Regions from separate parts of the Mus musculus genome. Here region 2 is linked to region 1. A link is a contact called in public Hi-C data. All regions are on one chromosome and are shown on one strand. The core of a region is the stretch at or near the end of the contact, and the rest is flanking DNA. Distances in the headings are between cores, read along the strand shown.

What was found. Hi-C and Micro-C count contacts between places; a contact is called where the count stands out from the background.
Region 2: a Hi-C map of uterus shows a contact between it and region 1, with 2.1 times the contacts expected there. The contact joins two enhancer-like sites. A contact is called at or near these places in 5 of 39 promoter capture datasets (cranial neural crest, embryonic stem cells, liver and 1 more), 3 of 484 Hi-C or Micro-C datasets (embryonic stem cells, erythroblasts and uterus) and 1 of 115 datasets of contacts at active chromatin or transcription factors (CD8 T cells).

Annotation. Positions count from the first base shown.
Region 1 is chr5:32,100,283-32,106,652 of GRCm38.p6, forward strand. No RefSeq gene overlaps it. Among named protein-coding and RNA genes, the nearest start is that of Gm51292, 11 kb to the left of the region's middle. Within about 2 kb of position 2,414, at least 49 of the 459 cell types and tissues checked have an H3K27ac peak or open chromatin away from gene starts, as enhancers often do. A contact at or near this core is called in uterus, where this site is marked.
Region 2 is chr5:32,193,282-32,199,963 of GRCm38.p6, forward strand. No RefSeq gene overlaps it. Among named protein-coding and RNA genes, the nearest start is that of Gm36732, 12 kb to the left of the region's middle. Within about 2 kb of position 2,745, at least 118 of the 459 cell types and tissues checked have an H3K27ac peak or open chromatin away from gene starts, as enhancers often do. A contact at or near this core is called in uterus, where this site is marked.

The DNA.
Region 1 (6,370 bases), core at 1,164-3,663:
CCTTTGCTGGAGTCATGTTATTTAACTATGAAGATCTTACCAGGTTTGAACCAGTCGCTGGGGACTTCCAGAGTTCCTTATGTCTGGTCCTGCCTATTGGGGGAAACTGGAGATGCCCAGTAGAGGCCCAGAAGTGCCAGCCTGCTCAGGTTGACCTTGCCCAGCCCACTCGGGAGGGCCTGAGCACAGAAGTTCCCATGGAAAGTTTTGAGATTTTTGTGGATTGAAACCAGATGACCCCTTGTAAGCAGAGCCCACCAGCAGCAGTGGGTCTGGGTGTGTGTGCTCCTCCACCCTCCTGTTCCCAGTCTGTTCCAGGGAGGGAAACCGCCCCAGGGTGCAGACAAGCCAATGGGACGGGAGCTCACGAGCCTTGGCCACCAGACAGGCATGGCTGGGTGGTTGGAGGGAACAAAAGACAATTCTGTGCTGGGACAGGAATGGCTCCACCGGTCTCCTGGGTCCTCATCTGTTTTCAAATTTCGGGATGAGCAGAGAACTTTGAGAGCGCGTTCCTCTTCTACCACATTTTCCAGTTCCTTCTCTGCACGCTCATTCATTTCTACCTTCCACAAATCGCTGAAGCAAACAGAGCACACCGTGAGCTGAACTGAACCTCTGTGATGATCTCCCCCTACCTAGAAATTAAAAGCTTTGCTGTTCCTGGAAGGAAGAGACAATCAGTGAAGCCTGAGCCTGGACTTATTTCTACATGGTATTGAGAGGTTGGGGGCTGGGGACACAGCTCAGTGGTCAAGTGTTTGCTGCACAAACATGAAGAACCCAGTCCCAATTCCCGCACGCATGAAAAGGCTGGGTGCCTCGGCACACCCCTCCAACCCCAGAGCTGGGACACAGGGACTAGCAGATCCCAGGGACTCATTAGCTACTCAATCTAGTCAAAAACCCTACTGGGAGCTGTTATGTCATCTATTGATGAAGATACTTGAGGTCACCCTCTAGCCTCTTTGTACATGCATAGGTGAGCACACTTGCATATATATATATATATATATATATATATATATATACCATATGCATGCACATACAAAGGAAATCATTGTTGAATTAGTAGCAATGGCTAAGACCTAACGTACTTATATGGGTTTTTTTTTAATCATCTGGTTGGAGATAAAGGCTAAGGTAATCATGCATAAAATAATACTGTGTATACTGCTGTTTTAAAATAACAGAACAACAAAATGGAAGTGAGGAGGTTAGGGACATGCTGATGATCGAGGTGATTGGTGGCCCCACGGGGGTCCTGAAACCCCATTTTCCTTCTGTGTTTTATCCTGTCACAATGTCAGTTGCAAGAAAACATGGGATAGGTGTTTCTTAAGGACCCATGTGACTGTCCTCACTCCCTCCCTAGAAGTACCTGGGCCCAGGACTACCCTAGATATGAAGAAGACTGTATTGGCCCCAGGCCAAGAAAATTCTCACAGAGCAACAATGGCACCCCAGCCGGTACAAGTGAATGCCCCCATATTCATCCATCCACTCACTCACTGGTCCCTTTTCTCCTCCCTTCCAGCCCTCTGTCAGATTCACCTATCTCAGCCCCATCTCCTCTCAACAGCGTTTTTCTAAGTTACTATCCTCTCCCCACACCCGGTGGCCATCCAGGCTGCCCCTCAGTCTGCCTCACACTGCCTGTCCTTCCCGAGTCTACACCAGATCGCAGTAAGAACGCTATGCATAGCAAGTGGGTACTTGATGTTCAGAGCTGCTGAGCTAAACACACCAGGTTTCTGCCTGTGGCCTTCTAGGTGTGAACACTAAAGCCCAAAGCGGGTATGGCTCCACCAGACATTGTGCTTACAGACAATACAGGGATGTGCCATCTGGACATTGGTGGCTGACCCTAACCATCCTGGTGATCTACAAAGGTCACTGTGACTGTGACCTTTAAACAGTGCTTGTGAAGACCATGTCTCTGTCACCCAAGCCCAGTCCTTTGTAGAGATGACAGTGGTAACCTGGGGGTGGGGAGAGAGCCTGGCTCCTCTCAAGTTCCGGAGCTAGCGACTGCAGTGGGATGCCTGGGCCACTAGACAACAAAGAGAAATCTCCAGAACTGATCAGTTACCATGGCAGGGAACAGAGCAGGAGTCTCTGAAAGACCCAAGAGGCAAGCCTGCTTCTCCTGAGCGCCCCTTCTCCAGAATCCCCAGTCCCAGCCCAAGTGGGAAGGTATTCCAGTTTATACTTCAATCTCCACCCACTTGCTTAATGAAGAAAAGGGCTTTCTCGTGCCCCCCCCCAGGCCCTTAGCTGCCACACACAGCTTGAGCAGGCCCCACGGGGCCTCAAAACCCCAGCAATTTGATTTTCCCAGGCCCCTCCTACCCCTAAGCAGCTTCTCAGTCACGAATCAGCCTGTGCGGCCAGCTCCGAGCCTGGGCCTCTTGCCAAGGGTGTTAGGAGGGAGAGCTGGGTTTCTGCACTGTCCCCTGGGCTCTTGCTCAGGCATCACTGCCCTTGCCAATGTCTCTTCTTCACCTCCAAGTCACCCCTGGGTCTCATGGTCCAGCTCAGGGTCCTGCCTGTCTTCATTGTGAGGCCACAGAGGCAATTAAATGAACCCCAACTGCTGTTGGTGGTGGTACCGAAGACTGACTGGTGAGAGGAGACACTGGCTGGAGATGGGTCAGAGAGCTATCAAGGATGTTTGTGGGCAGCAGGGGCCACTTCTGAATGGCTCCTGACATCCAACAATGGCTTGAGACAGCACCCTGGGAGTCTGGCCCTACAGCCAGTCAACAATGTGGATGTGCCTGCTCCAGATGAGTTGTAGAATCCTCGCCAAGGATGGAGCCACCCTGCCTGGTTTCCTCCCAGGCTGTCCTGGAGACCACCCACATGGACTCTATCTGCTTGGCTTAAGCTAAACCCACTGTCTCCAAGTTGTACAGGTCTTCTTCTCTGGACTGCTAAGCCCCAACAGCTGACCATGGCACGCATCAGGGCCACAGGGAGAGAGGCAGGAGAATAAATTGGAGCAGAAGATACTGACACAGCTCCCGCTTGGACTGGCTCCCGTGAACACTGGCCTCTGAAAGAAGGCCTGCCAGAACTGAGGCCTAGCGCTGCTTTGACCTGCTCTGACCTGTGTCTCCCTGGATCATCTGTCGCAATGGTAACATATCACCAGCATCAAGAGTTCCACTCCTAGCTAGTAGCTCAAGCTGAGCCCATGCCTCCCCCTCCCCCTGCTCTCCAGTCTACATCCCACCTACCATCCCACCCAGGTCCTATCCAGAGCTCTGGATCTCCTGCATTCTGCCCTTCACACATGCACACATCTTTCTGGAATACGCCTCCTTTTGCATATTCTGAGTCCCTGGTCCCTTGTGGTCAGGACCTGATTCCAATCCTAGTTGGCTAGTTTCTGACAGCTGAAGCCTTATTAAAGAGGAGAAATAAAGGCCAATTATTGGATTGCTCTGAGAATGAGCTGTGCATGACTTGATGACTTGGTGAGTCTGGGGCTGGTCACACTGGGATATTCAGCAAGGAGAGTGATCATGTACAGATGTTACCATGGCAGTGGTCACTGCTCCTGTCATTATCTCTGAACAGATGCAGTTCTCTGGAGACTTGGGAAAGGGAGGCTGAGAGCTGTACTCTCCAGACTTAGGTGTCTTCCAGTCTCTTTCTGTAGGAGGTGGCCAAAGGCCCAGGACCCTACCCCCAGAACCCTGAGGTGGCCAAGGGTAACACTCCAGCTCTTCAGGTTAGGACTCTGGGTGCTGATGCCCCCATGAAGGTTTCTCATGGGCATGTCGAACCCTCATGTTTAGAGCATCCTATGCTAACCTTCTACAAACTAGGGGCCAGGCAGCCTTCCCTTCGGGCATTCCAGATCACCTGCATCAGGGCGGAGTCTGAGGATCCTTTTCCTTATCCCACAGCCCCAAATGTCTTCTCTGAACCTTCCACCCTGAGTCAGAGATGGCATTGCTTCCCCGAAGCCAGCTGAAACTTTGAGCTCTTGGCCTCTTCTGGTTCATCTAGAGGAAGGGAAATGATGTCATGAGGTAAACCGCAAGGCTGGGTGCTCTGGTGAGCTTTGCTTTTCAGCAAAAGTCATTTTGTTGAAATACAGAAGGCACAGAGAGTCTGTGTCCTTCTGGTTAGAGGCAGGCAGGGACGGCAACTAGATTTTTAACATGAAACTCTGAGGAGGAAGGTGTTCCCAGACGTGCTAGCCGCAGAGGCCAGGCTCGGCAGACAAATGGATGGTGTGGGATCTTTGGTTTTCTGTGTGGCAAGTCACCTGCCAAGCAGGGATGCCTAGGGGATGCAGTATGTACAAGTTCCCCAGTGGACCTCTGTAGAATTCAAGATCATGTTTGCCATGGCGTAAGAGGGGTGACAAGAATGACAAACTGGACAACACACGCTGTCAATGACTCTTGCCATCTCTCCATGACCTCCTGAGATGGGACCCCACGCACCAGTGAGCAGCAGGAGGCTGGTGGCTCCCCGGTCTGGGCTTTCAACTCTCCACAAAAAGCTTATTTGGCACCAGGCTGCAGGTGACAGCTTGAGTCCTGTGTGACTGGCTCCCACTTTGAGCTCCAGTTCCCATCTGCTACCTGTCCCCCAAGAGAAGTCTGCTGCCCTTGGCAAACCTGGCCTTTTTAACCTTCAAATGCTCTGCCTCATGGGTGTATTTCTTCTTGTTAATTCTTTACTTTTATAAGATAAACAGCCTGTGGTAAAATCCTCCAATATTAGAGCATGAAGGACTATCTAGACCCCATACCCAAGTCCTGCCCCTTACTGATAGCTGGAGCCACAGAAAGAAAAGGATGTAGCCAGGACCACATAGCAAGAGAAGACAGGGCTCTTCCATTGCTGTGGGGTCTCCCTCCCCATCACCGCTACTAGCTTCTTGTCCATCTCTTTAGTCCGTGTCCTTACTTCCTGTCCTTAGTCTGTGTCCTTACTCCATCTCTTTACTCCATGTCCTTAGTTCAACTCTTTACTCCATCTCCTTATTCCATCTCCTTACTCCATCTCCTTACTCCGTTTCCTTACTCCATCACCTTACTCCGTTTCCTTACTCCATCACCTTACTCCGTTTCCTTACTCCATCTCCTTACTCCATCTCCTTACTCCATCACCTTACTCCGTTTCCTTACTCCATCACCTTACTCCATCTCCTTACTCCATCACCTTACTCCATTTCCTTACTCCATGTCCTTATTCCATCTCCTTAGCCCATGTCTCCTTACTCCATGTCCTTATTAATCTCCATACTCCACCTCCTTACTCCATTTCCTTAATCTATTGTGCTAATGATACAATGGCATAGACTGCGTATGTTATAAAGAAGATGTAAATTCAGGCTCATGCTCTGGTCTAAGACCACAGGGCCACATCTAAGGATGGCTTTGTTGCAGAAGAATCTTGAAGTAGCACAGGACACCACATGGTAAGAGACCTAGGAAAAAATGGCTGATATAGGCATAGTGGAGCAGTGGTTCTCAACCTGTGGACCATTGACCCCTTTGGAGGTCAAAATACCTTTCACAGGGGTTGCCTAAGACTATTAGGGACATTTACACTACAATTCATAACAGTAACAAAACTACAGTTATGAAGTAGCAACAAAAATAATTTTATGGTTGGGGGTCAGCACAACATGAGGAAGTGCCTTAAAGGGTCACAGCTTTAGGAAGGTTGAGAAGCACTGATCAAGAGATAACCCATTGGTCACATGGATGGCTCATGAGAGGAGATCCCTAGTTCCCTCTTAAAGGTCCTATCTGGACCCACCTTAAACTGCCTTATAAAGCAATTTAAATTTCAACATGAGTTTGAGAAGAACAAACCACATTCAAACGGCAGCACAATCCTACCATGAAGTTTCCATCAATCATCCCTAAGATACAACCAGCTCTGGGAAGAGGGCAAGCCTGGGCTGTGGAGCATTGTGAGGGATGAGATGGAGCTGGGTCACAGTCCTCAGAGCCAGAGGTCATGGTCAGAAGGACACGTATTGTCCTTTCCCAAGACCAGGACCTTAGGAGAATTAGTTATAATTAACCGTAACTCCAAACCAATGGTTCACTGGGTTAGGGCCCCAGTGATGGTTTGCTGACTGTGGTCCAGGGTGACACAAAGTCCTGAAGGAAAAGTCAAACCATCTAGATGCTCCACAACTTCTTTTCCTGAAACTTGGATTAGGACACACCCTTATGCCTGGTTGCTGAGACTTTAGAAATGAGTGAGGGGTGGTAGAAAGGGCTGACAGAGAGGCAAAGTTGTTACAAGGCCTGGGATTTTCTGTTCTGCTCCCTGGCTTCTGCATCTTTGGTTGTAAAATGAAAAGTCAGCTGGCCGCTGGCACATTCCC
Region 2 (6,682 bases), core at 1,495-3,994, 93 kb after region 1:
AGACCATGCTTAGGAAAAGACCTTGCATCTTGTGCGCACTCTCTGTGTCCTGGGCTTGACACTGCCGCTTACACTAAAGAACTTTCTGGATGGATCATCACCTATGTTGCCTGTGATGCCGATGTCATCTTCCTCATGTTTCTGAGGGAACTGGGGCTATATCGTCTTGATACTTAAGTGAAGGAGCAAGATGGGAACCCAGGTCTGGTGGCTTTGTGGCCGTTGCCACTCTTCTATAGAAAGCCCTGTGATGACCTCATTCAGGATTCTAACTGCAGACACTAATGAAACAGAAAGACTTGGCAGGGGGTCATTGCCTTTATTCCTCCAGATTTACATATTGCGACCAAAGGCCCCAGGACCTTTGAATATGACAGTATTTAGAGAAAGGCCATTTATTTTGTATTTATGGTTTATTTATTTACTTATTTGGGTTTTGGGGGGGGTTGTTTTTTGTTTTTTTTGTTTTGAGACAGGGTTTCATGTAGCCCAGGCTAGACTAAAGCTCAATATATAAGTGAAGATGACCCTAAATATCTAACAACCTGAGTGCTGGGATTACAGGTATGTGCCTAGCTGAGAAAAGGCCTTTAAAGAGATAATTACCTACTCCAATGTGGCCAATATCCTTTTATTGTATTGTTGGTTTTCTAAACAAACTCTCACTGTGTAACCCTGACTGGCCTGGAACTCACTATATGTAGCTCAGGCTGGCTCAGACTTGTGGTATTTGACTTTTGCCTCCTCAGTGCTGGGATTACAGGAGTGAGCTACCACGCACGGCTTGTGATTTGGACACAAACAGAGGAACAACAAGGGAAAGACAAGGGGAAAGTTGGCTGGTTGTAATCTCGGAAGGCCTCCAGAATTTCAATAAAGTAAATTTCTGTTGTGTGAGTTTGCAGCCAGTCCCCCAGGCCCCAGGCCCCAGGCCCCAGCCCCTCCCCTCTGCACCCAAGATGGTTTTCTGGGAGACACTGCAACCCTCCCCAAACAGAAGCTCTCCTTTTAAAATCCCCTGTGTTCCCAGCCCTGCACACAGTAGGTGCTGATTGTTTGCTGACCAGAGGACTGGAACACTGAACGCACACACCTCTCCAACAGGCAGAGACAATTCAAATGTTGTTGATTTTTGCAACTGTCTTTCCTTCTGTTGAAACTTCCTGTTTCTGAGGAACGGAGATTTTTTTTTTTTTCACAGATCCCAGAGGGCGTCCAGTAAACCAAGAAGCTATTACTATTACCAAATTGTTCTGGTTTTGATGAGCTCAATGGGTGTGAATCAGAAGTGGGCAGACTACTGAGTTTCCCTTGAAATAGACCCCAATTAATCGTAGCAGGAGGAGCACAAATATGTTTGGGACTTTAGTGACTGGAAGAAGTGGGCAGTGATGGTCAAGGCCAGGTGGGGTGGCTTCACACTTCTGGAAGAACAGGGTCTGGGGACACCCCTGAAGAAGCCACCGTAACACCCGGGGCCTGTTTGAAGAAAAAAATCTCAAGGCTGAAAGTCCCTCCTGGAGTCTATGGCCTCCTGTGGTCTGGTTACTAGAAGAGGAGCCCAGTGATCTCCCCAGAGACGTGGAGGACTGGGACAAAGTGTGGCAGTCTCTTCACAGAAGCAGACGTCTCCCATTTGGGAAAAGGGACCTCTGGAATCAGATGGCATGCCTGAGAACCGAGGCTCGCCACGAATGAGTGACTTGGGCTTGCCTATTATTAAGGATGTCCCATGATACTAGCAATGACCACTCAGGAGCTGTGTCCAGACATCAAGCAGGGCATCCTCAGGTGTGACAGGAGGGTTTTCAGGTGGCCACAAACTGCAGTCACTCTGACTCTACTGCTGTTGACTGTGGGGTCTGCCAAGCTCTGCCCTCCATTAAGGTTCACCTTTTCCATTTATCGGGGCAGACACTGAGCTATCTCTGAGGAAGGATGAAGCTGGTGTGGCTAAGTCTATGAACCATCACCTACAGCAAGGACCAGTCTGCCAAGGTCATACTAGCCAGACCCAAATGCGAAGGATGTAGCCACACCTCCAGGGTCCCCTACTTTAGAATCTTGTGGACATTCCCTCTCCAAGAACATTTCTGTTTTCCTTGTGCATGTAAAAACATTTGTTTGTTTGTTTTCTCCTCAGCCCATGTGAGTGTGTGTGTGTGTGTGTGTGTGTGTGTATGCTCACTCATATACCACAGAGCACATGTGGAACTCAAGGATAACTTTTCTCTTTCCTAGGGATCAAACTCAGGTCAGCAGGCTTGGCAGCAGGTACCATTACAGGTCAGGCCATGTCACTAGCCTACAAGCATAAATCTAGCCATTGTTATTGTGTCTCAGGTGCCTGTCAGTTCCCTATGCCTCCTGAGCCCTTCTTCCAACCTTCCACTACATACTCTTCCTCCCCGACCCCCTCTCCTCCCCTCCTCTTCCCTTTCCTCCTCTTCTTCCTCCCCTCCAGCACCTTAAGAGCCCTTCCCCTACCTTCCTTCCCATGGGAGTCTTTCTTGGCCACTATCTCCTCCAATGGTGCCCCTCTGTTGTCTCTGTGTCTGCCATGCATTGAAATGCCTGTCCCAGGACCCTCTGCTCCTGCACACACCCACACATAGCAGTGGCCTCGCCTCTCCCCTTTGGGCCGTGAGCTCCCAGCCCTGGCAGTGATCTCTGTCTTCTGAAGCCTAGTCCTGGGCCTGAAGCATAATAACAACTCAATAAACGAGTGTCGAAACAATTAATGGCTTACTAAATAAATGACTGCGGCAGACACAAAGCCCATTCCTATAAATGAGTCACCGTGAGCCCCAGCCACTGGGCCCCGCCCTCACCCACTGACCCCAGCAAAACCCTCCCGTGATGATGTCATCATGACCCTTAGTTCTCAGAATCCTCCAGCCTCCTTCCTTCTCCTTCGTGCCTATCTACTTGCCATCCCCTCCCCCTCCTTCCCTTTCTCCTTCCTCCAGGGCACCATGTCTAAATAAGGCAAAACTCCTCCAGTGCTGGGGAGCTCTGGGGTTTTCATGCAGTCACCCAGGATATCGTGGGATGGGGTCAGGCCATGCTCTGCTGAGAAGCAGGACAAAGTTCCCCTGTAACATTGGCGGAGGGACAAGGAGACTTTGCTGCCCACCAGAGGGTGCCCTCAAGTTAACTGAGCAGGACACAGAGAGGATCTAACTCAGAAGGAGGCTTACAGACAAGGCAGGGGCTTGGAAGAGTGGATTGTGGGCTTGCTGGTAAGGGATTTGGCATTAAGACACCTGCACCTCGAAAGCATCCCTGGTTCTAGGATAGGCACACACACACACACACACACACACACACACACACACACACACACACCAGAAAATGGATTAGCACCACTTGTAGCAGCGCACAGCACACGCCTGTAATGATCCAGCTTGTGTTGACTAGACGGCTCAGCCTATGATGGCACTTACCACTAAGCTGGACCACCTGAATCTGAGCAAGAGACCCACATGGTAGAAGGAGAGATCCAGTTCCCACAAGTTGCCCCTCTGACCTTCATCTGTAGGTGTACCCCTATACAGAATGTAGAGAACATACACCTGTTTGCCCAGCATACACAGAGACAAATAGATACATGCAATTAAAAAAAAAAAAAAAAAAACCAAGTGTTTGGGAGCCTGAGGCAGGAGAATTGCTATGAGCTACATAGTGAATTGTTTTGGGTTTTTTTTAAAGCAGCTTATAAAGCTGGAAAAATATTAAAATATTAAAAATTCTGAATAAACCAAGAAAGATAGATCTATCCATAGATGTTTCTTGGCAGGTTCTTGAGGGGACCTCTAGCAGTGTGACCATCCCCACCTTCTCCATTCCTTTCCCAGTCTGTGTCCTCAAGCAGCAACAGTGAGTCCTGGAGAGTGGCAGTTGGGACATCATCTCCCTCCCCATCCCCCAGGTCTGCCACCAACCCTGGCACATAGTTGATGCCTCGTAGGCAGCACTGTGTAGTCGATTCTCCAAACTGGGACACCGCAAGAGGTGGGATGTTAGTAATCATTGGGTCAGGACAACAGTTGTCGTCTGGAACCATATTGGACAAACAAGTGACAGTCTGTTCTCTACCATATGCATAGATGTCTGTCTGTCTGAATGAGGTTCTGTCTGACACTCTGACTTCTATTATACAATGACTTGCTTCTTTGCCAAAACAGTCATCTGCGTTAAGTGATGCCCCCTTGTGTCTTGATGCTCATCTCTGCCTACTGCAGAGAGAGGCATCTCTCTACACAGAGAAAATTGGTAAGGCTAAAAACATCTCCAACCACGTGCCATGGTGGGAACTGCTGTATGTTTCATCAAAGTCAGAGTGTTCTAAGCCTACTGTGAAGCCCACAGTAGGGCCTGACAGGAGGCTGGCCAGGCTGGGTAGACTGGGACTAGTTAGTGTCTCTCTTCCCTCCTGGACTCTCATGTTTAGTTGGGCTCTCTCTGTTGGGCAGATGGAAGAGATGGACCCAGCTGGGTTGTAGTAGGCCTGAACAGAGCTGGAGCTCTAAGGAAGCTGTCTGGGCACTTCCTCAGCTAGTCTCCACCTATCCTACCATGGGACCAGTGCCTTGCCAGAGACAAGCCAGACAAACACAGCTCACTGCTGCCCTCTGGTGTCTGATTCTTCCGGCCCCGTTGCTCCTCTAGGGACAGCCACATGATGCTGTCTCTGAGCAGGGCCCATGAGCAGTCACCCAATGTGAGCATGAGAACGATAGTCTGTCAGTACTGATTCTGAGATAACAGACGTAAGATGGGACTATTCCAGGCTGGGTGAGCATATGGTTATCCCGTCTAGGCTTAGAACCATTTCGCGGTAGCCTCCAGAACCATCTCAGGGAACTGCCTGGTGAAGTCACCAAGTCACAACACATGTAAGTGCTTAGCAGGAGCATGAAAGAGTAAGAAGTCACTGGCTAATGTGGTCAGTGGTTGACTATTATCCTCTCTTAGGAGTTGCCGGCATCCTGGGAGCCCATTTCCAGCTGTTCGGATGGGATAAGCTGCACCCAGAGCTATCGATAAAGCAGGAGTGGGGGGATCTGGTCTTTGGGTGGACTGAGGTGGGTGCTTCTGGGGCTCAGTCATGTGGCATGAGCAGTAAACCCAGCAGTCTGGCCTGTGAGTGGTCCAGACACCTTCCCTCTGGAAATTTGGGGCCTTGCCAGGACAGGGGATAGACAGGGAAACTTCATTCTCACTGAGATAAGGGCATTTTTGTGTCCGCTTTTGTAGTGGTCCTCCTGTCCAGTAGCTGTGTCCCAGTGCTAACTGGGGTGATCTTTGCCCTGCTGAGTGGCCAGCAGGTGTGGGTGAGCCTCTGTCCCTGCCTTCCTCTTCACATTCTGCCCCCCATCTCCTCCTCATGGCCTCTAACCCCATCAACCTCAGGCCTCTGGTAGGACAGCCTCAGGGCCTTTGCTAAGCTGCTGGTCCCCCGGGGATCTCTGGTAGGGATCAGTGCAGGATGACCAGCGGCTGTGCCACTCATAAAAGCAAGTGGGGTTTGGTACAGGTACAGAGCCTTGAGCCCCACCCTCTGAAGCTGCCAATTACAGGGAAGGTGCCAGTGACTGAGGCCAGGGTAGAAGGACCAACTCAGACATCGAGCAGGAGATGAAGGTGCCTCAGGGACAGGACACAGAAAGAGGAAGGACAGAACTCATAGGGTCCCCATATGGGTCTCAAAAGGCAGAGACAGGAGTCAGGGACTGACAGAGATCATGGGCTTCCAGGGGCAAGGGTTCGGGGGCAGAGTCTGGGTGGCTGGGACAGTGTGTGTAAGTAAGTAGGTTTGATTCAGAGGCTTGTAAGGACTTTAGCAAAGGCAAGAGGAGGACGCACAGCTTTAGAAAGAATTCTTATGGTCTAGGAGAGAGGGCTCAGGCTGGGTGCCTTGTTTGAGGAAGAGGAGAAAGCTTCAAGTTGGTTTTGTATTCCTCAAACCTGTTTGCCCACATCTTTGGCATCTGTGCCCCATGAGGAAGCTGCAAGGAGCTGGGCCTGTCTGGGCCTGAGAGTGGCATTCTTATTGAGGCCATGTACTTCCTGCAGATGTTCCCTACTGAGGTCACAGGCCCCTCTCGAGGACCTTCTTCCTGGTCTTTGCTCACTAAAGCAGCCCAGAACCCCACACCATAGCAGGCGGCTTTGCTTTCTTCCTCCCACCTGCCCCTTCCTCAGTCTTCCTCATAAGACTTCCTGCCTACACACACTCACACTTGAGCCTTGCACAGCCAGCCACACACAGGCGCCTGCAGTCTTGAGTCTGAGAGCTTGGGTTTGAGCTCAACCTCTACCATTCACCTGCAATGTGGCTCTGGGCAGTTTGAACCCTTTGTGCCTCAGTTATCTCATCTGTGAATTGGGGATAATGGGATGTAATGACGCTTATCTCATGGACTTGTCATGAGGATCGAAGGAGCTGAGGCAAGTGCAAACAGCTCAGAGGGCTCTGTGGGTGGGAGGGGATCTACTAGTACTGTTTGTATCCCACACAGCACTTAGCCAGGAATAGAAACATGCATGGCTGGTATGAGCTGTTCCTCACTCATTCCAGAACCATCTATAGGGCTGCTGGGTGCTGGGCACTATTCTACACATGTGGCAATAGGAGTCAGCGCAATCCAAGATGCCTGCCCTCTTGAAGATGCCATTC